3 separate regions of the Sus scrofa genome follow, and regions 1 and 3 are each linked to region 2. A link is a contact called in public HiChIP or PLAC-seq data. All regions are on one chromosome and are shown on one strand. The core of a region is the stretch at or near the end of the contact, and the rest is flanking DNA. Distances in the headings are between cores, read along the strand shown.

What was found. HiChIP or PLAC-seq counts read pairs in DNA pulled down with a chosen protein or histone mark.
Region 1: a contact with region 2 is called in an H3K27ac HiChIP or PLAC-seq map of alveolar macrophages. The contact joins two enhancer-like sites.
Region 3: an H3K27ac HiChIP or PLAC-seq map of alveolar macrophages shows a contact between it and region 2. The contact joins two enhancer-like sites. A contact is called at or near these places in 2 of 2 datasets of contacts at active chromatin or transcription factors (alveolar macrophages and skeletal muscle).

The regions. Positions count from the first base shown.
Region 1 is chr6:70,407,730-70,410,694 of Sscrofa11.1, reverse strand. UBE4B (ubiquitin conjugation factor E4 B) reads right to left here. Exons shown (of 27, transcript XM_021095312.1): 6 at 2,703-2,931. Among named protein-coding and RNA genes, the nearest start is that of UBE4B, 63 kb to the right of the region's middle. Within about 2 kb of position 1,459, at least 3 of the 83 cell types and tissues checked have an H3K27ac peak or open chromatin away from gene starts, as enhancers often do. A contact at or near this core is called in alveolar macrophages, where this site is marked.
Region 2 is chr6:70,687,824-70,690,974 of Sscrofa11.1, reverse strand. It overlaps PGD (6-phosphogluconate dehydrogenase, decarboxylating), which reads right to left. Exons shown (of 14, transcript XM_003127557.4): 9 at 1-29. Among named protein-coding and RNA genes, the nearest start is that of APITD1, 12 kb to the left of the region's middle. Within about 2 kb of position 1,699, at least 9 of the 83 cell types and tissues checked have an H3K27ac peak or open chromatin away from gene starts, as enhancers often do. A contact at or near this core is called in alveolar macrophages, where this site is marked.
Region 3 is chr6:70,370,436-70,373,680 of Sscrofa11.1, reverse strand. The region is part of intron 1 of UBE4B (ubiquitin conjugation factor E4 B); the gene reads right to left. Among named protein-coding and RNA genes, the nearest start is that of UBE4B, 26 kb to the right of the region's middle. Within about 2 kb of position 1,775, at least 2 of the 83 cell types and tissues checked have an H3K27ac peak or open chromatin away from gene starts, as enhancers often do. A contact at or near this core is called in alveolar macrophages, where this site is marked.

The DNA.
Region 1 (2,965 bases), core at 210-2,709, 280 kb after region 2:
AAGGAGGTGACTAGCAAAACTTAATATCAGAAGTAAAAGCAGATGGAGTTCCCACTGTGGCTCAGTGGTAATGAACCCGACTAGTATCCATGAGGATTCAGGTTTGATCCCTGGCCTCGCTCAGTGGGTTAAGGATCCAGTGTTGCCACGAGCTGTGGTCACCAACGAGGCTCAGAGCCTATGCTGCTGTGGCTGTGGTGCAGGCCAGCAGCCACAGCTCCAATTTGACACCGAGCCTGGGAACTTCCATGGGCCACAGGTGCGGCCCTAAAAAGAAAAAAAAGTGAAAATAGAAACACAGTTACACCAGACAGTATGAGTGACCCCATGTGCTCTTTGATGGACTGTCCAGACTGAGCCAGAGAGGGATGGACAGACAGACATTTGAGAATACACACACACACACATCCCAGCCCCTCTGCCATTCCTAAACAGGAGCCATCCATGCCACCAAACATAAGAAAACATGCCTCCCAGAGTTACCTATTGCCCATATCTGGCAGTGTGCAAGAACTCTCCTGCAACAGATAAAGGAAGGGTCTCTCATTTTAGATCTGACGGTGAACGAACTTAATAGGGCCCTTTCAACGGTTGTTCGTGTTTTTGACAAATGATCTGATGTACGTTTTCCTCCAAACTTGCCAGGCAACAAACAACGACGAAAATTTTCCTGTGCACCACCTCACCCCATGAAAAGGTCCTGAGGTTTTAGACACATGCACGTTTGGCACATCTCAGCGGTCCAGGCCACCTCGTTGGACCCTATCCTGTTTGGATGCAAGGCACACATCTAATGAGGGCTTATGAAAGTTAGTTCCTAAGCACCTACGCACATGCAGGGTAAGACTCCACTCCTCTGATACCTGGACCCAAACGGGACACAAGAAAACTCATCACCACCACCACCACCTTCATCAGCACCATCGGCACCATCACCATCTTCTTCTCCATCTTCGTCACTACTGTCCCCAGAAAGTGCGAGGAAGAGGAAGGAGAAAGGGGTGTCGTACATACTACCGTAACAAAAGGAAAAAGGTCATCAGGGAACAAAGGCAGAATAAGAGAAGGAAAGCTTTGCAATCGCTGGCCTATTCATTAAACCTTATGCGAAAGCTTTGCCTACGGACATGCAGAAAACGAATTCACCTCCACGACATACACGCACAGGAACGTGGCGGGGGAGGGGGTGGAGTAATGGAATTCCCGTGCTGCTTCTTTCTAAGGGGCTGAAAACAAAGTGTGGAGGCATAAGCACTGGCCCAGCCCCAGTGACCAGAGGTGAGGGATTTGGTCCCACAAGCCCTTGGTCTGACTGTATTTCAACTATGATGGGCAAGAATACAAAAACAGAAACGTGGGCCTGTGAGCCCCAAACTCTCAAACACAAACTGCTACGGTCTCTGAGACGCATGTGTTACGAGGAGTGACGTGTGACCTAGATTTCACAACTAAGTTACTTCTTTTATTTTGCACAGGAAGCAGGAAGAGTGAGGGAATGAAGGGAAGGGGTGCAGAATGGAGCAACCCAAGAAGCTCCCCAGTGGCCTAGGGGTTAAGGACCTTGCTGGGGTCACTGCTGGGGGTGAGAGTTCGATCCCTGGCCCAGAACTTCCACATGCTGTGGGCACAGCCCCCCCCCCCCAAAGCACAACTCATACTTCCTGATGTTATCAAAGCCTGGCAGGAGCACGGACTGGGGGCGCAAGCCTCCCACACTAAGTTAGACACACAGCAGAAAACACACAGAACTGAGGTCAGTGTCACACGACAGTTCTTCCAAACCGTGTTAACCTCCTTTCCCTGCAGTGCACACACACACCCGGCTCTCCTGCTGCATAGATACCTAGGGGAGCTCCTGAAGGAGGCGGGCCGTCTGCTCACAGCACCGGGGGAGGCGGACAGCAAAGGCGGCCCCGCACTGGAGGATCTCGGTCCGGAGGAGCCGGCGGGCACTGCTTGAGGGCTACTAGCCAGGGTGGGGAGGCCTGGGGAGCCGGACAGAAGGCAGAGGCTCGAGGCGCGCGGGGCAGGAGAGGGAGAAGACCCCCAGGGGTGGGTGACCGTGTAGGGACGATACCGCGGAGACGGGGACTGGCTTCCTGCCGGAGCCCCGGCACCCGCGCCATGAGGACCTGGGGCTGCCTGGCTGGCTGCCCGGGAAGGGGAGGCCAAAGGCGGACTCGTCATGGGCCCAGAGCTCCAGAAACTCGTGCGGGGGGCTGGACTAGTTTCATAGAGGCTACATGAGTTGAGAGAGGGAGGAAAGAAGAGAAAATCGGAGAAAAACTTGAGAAAAATAACTAAAATAGAATATACTGTGTTTTTAAAGGATAGTATAATTATACCTCTTATCCCTAAGCATTCAGGTAAACAAATCTTCTAGTTACCTGTCTAAATAACTGTGCTCTAACTGCAGGGCGGATCTAGAACCTACACGTAAAATATGAGAGAGCTTTCTTTCCTGGGAATAATATTCTATGTACAGCCATTTATCTCTAAATTTGATTTACCAACAGCCTAACCAAGGAAAGCGAAAGAGACCAATCTAGAAAAGACAACACCTCCTGCAAAGAGTCGACCCATCCCCGAAAAGACCACACACGCCACGGTCTCTAGGACTCGGGCCCGGAATGAACATTCCTGGCTGTCACATGCTCCACGGCTATTTTCCCACCACTCGGGTGTGCGCGAGCCACACGGACCTTGACAAGGAGCTGGCGCCGAAGGAGCCCGCGCTGCAGAACATGGGGCTCGTTCCTGGATTGGAGCCGGCATTGAGCAGGAGATTTCTGTCTGGTGACCGAGCTGCCGCTGCGATTGGCTGGGATGTGGCTGTCAGACTGGCAAACGGGTTCTCATCTCTCGTCTGAGTGGACATCATTAGTACTTCCATTAAAATCTGGCCAATCAGGTCCTTAAAATCTGAGAACACTGTTGGAAACACAGAACGAGCGAGAGGTTACAC
Region 2 (3,151 bases), core at 450-2,949:
TGATAAGCATCGAGCAAAGACTGCTTCTCCTGTGGGGGGAGATGTGTCACCAAAGTCCACGGGACCCGAGGGGCAGCACACACGAGCCAGGGCACGAGGGAAAACAGGAACAGAGCAAGATTCCCAGTTTACAAAGAGCCCACGTCTCAACCTTAGGCCACAGAAGTTAACCTGGATCAGAAAGAGCTTTTATAAAAAGCTCCAAACAGTTAATTTGAAAACTGAAACTCAAGTCAGTCTTCCAATGTGAACACAGGTTTTTTTTTTTTTGTCTTTTTGCCATTTCTTGGGCTGCTCCTGCAGCACATGGAGGCTCCCAGGCTAGGGGTCGAATCGGAGCTGTAGCCGCCGGCCTGCGCCAGAGCCACAGCAACGCGGGATCCGAGCCGCATCTGCAACCTACACCACAGCTCACGGCAACACTGATTGTTAACCCACTGAGCAAGGGCAGGGACCGAACCCGCAACCTCATGGTTCCTAGTGGATTCGTTAACCAACTGCACCACGACAGGAACTCCAAGAACACAGGTATTTAATCACCAAGATCACCATGAAATTCAGAGGACAGTTTTAAGGGGAAAAAAGGAAATGGGAAAACCACTGTTATTTAGAATTACTTGGAGTCCCCATCGTGGCTCAGCAGTGAACGACCCCAACTAGGATCCGTGAAGATGCAGGTCAGAGCCCTGCTTGGTTAAGGATCCAGCATTGCTGTGAGCTGTGGTGTAGGTCACAGACGAGGTTTGGATCCTGTGTGGCTATGGTGTAAGGTGGCAGCTATAGCTCTGATTCAACTCCTAGCCTGGGAACCTCCATATGCCTCGGGTGTGGCCCTAAAAAAGCCATAAAAAATTTTTTTAAATTATATATAGTATTAGTGTTGGTCTACCAGTAAAAAATTCAACTGGGAAGACTTAAAATTTTAGATGCTCACCAAACACTATTTTCTTTTGACACACGAACAGCCATCACTTTGAAACAACTAGTACACGGACAAGTAACACAGACGTCACCCTTCAAAGAACCCCACTTTCTAATTATTACCGTTTACAGCTTCGGTGTGTCCATGATGACCACTACAGTTCCAGTTTTACTTCATTTGAACAGAAAACATTTCAACACAGTATTTTACTATTAAGAAATTTAGAATCTTAAAAGTGATCACTTCTAAGAACTTGCCTAATTGACAACTTATATAATTAGAATAACCACTTTTCCCCCCAATGAGGTGAGATCTCTGGGACGTAATGGAGGCCTTTATTTTGAGGAACGGATTCTGGCCTCGGCTTGCAAAGGGGCATCCTGCTGTCCTCGTCCCGCGCTCTGGGGCTCCTGTGCTGCACACACACGATGACTTGGCACTCTTGGGCGGAAGCTCACCAGGACAAAAGGCACAGGAGGCAAGGGTGGCGAAACCTCAGTGTTACCTAAGATTAGCTGGAGACTTACTTCCCCATCAGCTTGGCAAACAGGAAGGCGCCCGGCCAGGGAGGCAGCCGCCTGCCATCAGCTGGGAGGGAGGGTACAAAGTCTCTAAATCAAGAGAGCAGGAATCTTTTTGAGGGTGTGATGCTCTTACGTTTGAGTCAGTCATGAATAAGCTGCTCGAGTTACTGTCCCCTCCACCCAAGGCAGTACTTGGAGCAGCTAAAAAGCACCAACTTCCTTCTCGGCAGAGCTGGACGAAGCAACTACTTCCCTCCTCGCTGTGCCCTCAGCCCTGCAGCTCGCTGCAGACAGTGAGGCTTCATCAGTGCAGAAACCCAAGGAAGGAGCCCGCTAGGGAGGGACAGGGAGCAGCAGGAGAGCTTGTCATGAGACTGCGGGGGGACACTTCCGCCGGGACCAAGATGAGCCTGCCTTCTTTTTCAATCTTGCCAGAATTGAAGGGTTCTGGTTTTGCGTTTTGGCTATGCCCACAGCATATGGAAGTTCCCAGGCCAAGGACCATACCCACACCACAGCAGTGACCCGTCACTGCAGTCACAACGCCAGATCCTTAACCCACAAGGGAACTCCTCTATTTTTTCTTTTTTCTTTTTTTGGGCCACACATGCAGCATATGGAGGTTCCCAGGCTAGGGGTTGAATCAGAGCTGTAGCTAATGGCCTGCACCACAGCAATGCCAGATCTGAGCCACGTCTGCAACCTACACCACAACTCATGGCAACACTGGATCCTTGACTCACTGAGCAAGGCCAGGGATCGAACCCACGTCCTCATGGATACTAGTCAGGTTCTTAACCCTCTGAGATACAATAGGAACTTCTGTTTTATTCTTGAAGAACCAATGTGTAGTTTTGTTAATGCCTTTATGGCCTTTGTTTATTTCAGCTTTGTATTATTTCCTTATCTCTACATTTCTTTGAGTTTGGTGCTTAGCTCATTAAGACAGGATGAAAAACATGGATGGAAAGATATACAGCAACTTCAGGGTACTTTTCTTCTAAAGAAGGGGAAGGAGCTTAGGAAGAGAATATTAAAGGACTTGCAATGCACAGGTAATATTTTACTTCCCAAATACCTGAGAAAAAATACTGCAAAATAAATGTTGAGTACCAAAGCTTTAAAAATTCTGTGAACTTTCATATGAAAAAGCCCATTACAGTTACCTTCCCTATTAAATTCTATTTTACGTCACTGACTTAATTAAATCACTAATGTTAAAACTATCCCACACATGGAGTTCCTGTCGTGGTTCAGCAGAAATGAATCTGACTAGCATCCATGAGGATGCAGGTTCCATCCCTGGCCTTGATCAGTGGGTTAAGGATCTGGTGTTGCCTTGAGCTGTGGTGTAGGTTGCAGATTGTGCTCGGATCTGGCATTGCTGTGGCTGTGGTGGAGGCCAGTTGGCTACAGCTCCAATTCGACCCCTAGCCTGGGAACCTCCATATGCCACAGGTGCGGCCATAAAAAGACAAGAAACAAAAACCTATCCCACAGAGTTCCCCTGTGGCAATGGGTTAAGGACTGGCATTGTTATTGCAGCAGCTCTAGTCACTGCTGTGGTGCGGGTTCAACCCATGGCCTGTGAACTTCCATGTACCGTGGGCGTGGCTTCCCCCCCAAAAAACCCTATCCAAAAGTCAAACTGGTTAAGACAGTAACTTTTGGATTTATCTCAGAGCTCATACGACAGGAGGACTTC
Region 3 (3,245 bases), core at 526-3,025, 320 kb after region 2:
GGGTCGCTCCCGCGGCATATGGAGGTTCCCAAGCTAGGGGTCCAATCGGAGCTGTAGGCGCTGGCCTACACCACAGCCACAGCAACACGGGATCTGAGCTGCGTCTGCGACTTACACCACAGCTCACAGCAACGCTGGATCCTTGACCCACTGAGCAAGGCCAGGAATTGAACCCACGACCTCATGGTTCCTAGTCAGATTCGTTAACCACTGAACCCCGACGGGAACTCCCAACGATTTTTTAAATAAATAATTTTTGGCCACACCCCTGACATGTGGAAATTACTGGGCAGGGGTCAAACCTGTGCCACAGCAGTGACAATGACAGATCCTTAACCCACTGTGTCACAAGGGAACTCCCAAAAGTCTTTTTAAAAGAACTCTGTTTCCTCAGATGTCATAGAGAGAAAACATCAAAAGCATAAAAAGGGAACTCCCAATTCCTCAGCTTATGTCCTAAACCACAACTCAAACCCAAACATACTGATCATGAAATTTCATTCCTAGAGTTTTTCTTGTCTTTCCTGTTTCAGTTCTTATTTCACAAATGACGTTAAAATAGGGGTTTCCGTGGAATTGTTCTATCCTGATGCAGTGCTTCCTACCCTCATGTTTCTGATTAACTAAAAGTAGATTCCAAACAGCTTCTGTCCAAAACAGCAAGGGCTGCTGTGGTGACATAAGGCAAAAGCTAACACAGGATGGGCCGAACTGTCCCTCCTATTTTTAGCAGTTTGTATGTGTGTGGGGGGCGAAATAAATCCAAAGAGCATTGGCTTTGTTTTGTTTCTTAGGGCCACACCCTTGGCATATGGAGGTTCCCAGGCTAGGGACCAAATCGGAGCTATAGCTGCCAGCCACAGCAACACCAAATCTGAGCCGAGTCTGCGACCTACACCACAGCTCACAGCAACACTGGATCCTTAAACCACTGAGCGAGGCCAGGGATCGAACCCTCAACCTCATTGTCCCTGGTCAGATTTGTTTCCGCTGCACCAGGACGGGAACTTCAAAAAGCATTGCTTTAAATTTACTAGTCATTCTATAAAAGCATCTTACTTTTCTACTCAAAAATATTAAATTCCAACATAAAGAGAAACACTTGCAAATATTTACTCTTTGGGCTGGTGTCCTTCTAGAGAAATCTCTTTTATTTTTGCAGGATTTATTTTCTTTTTTAATAGATGGTCATATCTAAAACTTATAAAATGCTGTGACAGTTTCACAATATGCCCATATCGAAGCCCAACAATATATCTTAAAAAAAAAAAAAAAATACGTTGGAATCTAAACACCAGAGCTCTGGGGTCTAAAGTCCACCGAGTTTCCTTTCCAAAAGTCACAATTTTAAATTAATTTTCACTTAAAAGCGCCAAGAGTCTTGTCACTTAAATCCTTAAAGACTATATTAAACTCAGTCTAGGGAGTTCCCTGGCGGTCTAGTAGTTGCGATTTGACCCCTTTGCTGTGGCTGGCTTCAACTCCTGGCCTGGAAACTGAGATCCCAAGTCAAGCCTCACCCTGTGGCCCAAAATAAAATAAACTCAATCTACCACTGTCAGCTTATATATATATATGAGACCAAAAATTTGAAAAAAAAAAAAAAAAAGCACTTTTCCCCTAAATCTTAAGATTATAGGAAATTGTGACTTAAATTCTCCTTCGAAGATTTCAACGGAACACAGGTAAAAATGTCTCCTTACTTCTCAAAACAACTCCGCCATCTCCTCTTGCAAAGAGGAAGTGAATACAGCGCTCAGAGAATGAAGTTTCTAGGTTAGTCACTGACGATTGCTTCAAAAGGCTGCTGCAGACTCTGAGACAAAAAATAATTAACACTAATAGGATTAACAATTACCAAATGCTTATCAAGTGCCAGATGCTGGTTCTACGGGCTTCAGATACACAACTTTGGTTAATAATCCAAAGAGGGCGGTACCTTTATTTTCCCATTTTACAGATGAGAAAACTGAACTCAGAGAGGTTAAGTGACTTGCTCAAGGTCACACAGCTGGAAAGCAAAAGAGAAGATAGTCTAGCTCTGGAGGACCCAATCTTACCCGTGCTCCCTTGATCTTTACAGAAGAAAATCCGTTCTGAAGTTGCGGTGACCTGTGGATGGAGGCAGCCTTACTCCCCTGATGACACAGTGCTTGTCCATTATTATGAATAAATGAATTCATGTATATAGGCTGTTGGTATTTCAGATACTATGTTTATAGTCTAACATCAGAATATTAGTAAACTTCCTCTTTGATGAATGTGTATTTTGAAATAAAGAATATTTCCGGAGTTCCCATCATGGTGCAGCAGAAATGAATCCGACTAGGAACCATGAGGTTGCAGGTTCAATCCCTGGTCTTGCTCAGTGGGTTAAGGATCTGGCGTTGCCGTGAGCTGTGGTGTAGTTGCTAATGTGGCTTAGGTCCTACATTGCTGTGGCTGTGGCGTAGGCCGGCAGCTGTAGCTCTGATTAGACCCCTAGCCTGGGAACCTCCATGCCCCAGGCGCGGCCCTAAAAAAAAAAAAAGAGTATTTCCATTTTCTAGTTTAAACTATAGACAGAGTATGGAGTTCTCTTGTGGTGCTGCAGATTAAGGATCTGGCGTCGCTGTAGCAGCTCAGGTTGCTGCTATGGCTTGGGTTTAATCCCTGGCCCAGGAACTTCCATATGCCATGTTGTATATATCTATATTTACATAGAGAGTATTAATGAATAAACTAGGAAAAAATGATATCTTATGAACATAATCTCACCCTCAAAATTCAATCCTTTGTTGGTTCAGTAAGTGTCTACTTTGCACCAGCCACTAGAGCAAGCAATAAAGATATGACAATACTGGAGTCACAAGCTCTACCTTCAAGCATTTCCAGATCCACTGGGGAAAAGACATAAGAAATCGACAATAATAACACAGCAAAATAAGATCTGCCCAAGAGGTAATGAGAGTAGAAATTACACAAAGAGGGAGACTGCAACTCAGCCTGGGACATCCATCAGCACTTAACAGGGAGGTTACACATAGTACCTAGGTATGTACATATGTACGTACATACATACATATATGGTATCTTGGCCGTGCTCTATCTCTAAAAGGAAACAAGGGAGTTCCCGTCGTGGCGCAGTGGTTAACGAATCCGACTAGGAACCATGAGGTTGCGGGTTCAATCCCTGCCCTTGCTCAGTGGGTTAACGATCCAGCGTTGCTGTGAGCTGTGGTGTAGGTTGCAGACGCGGCTTGGAT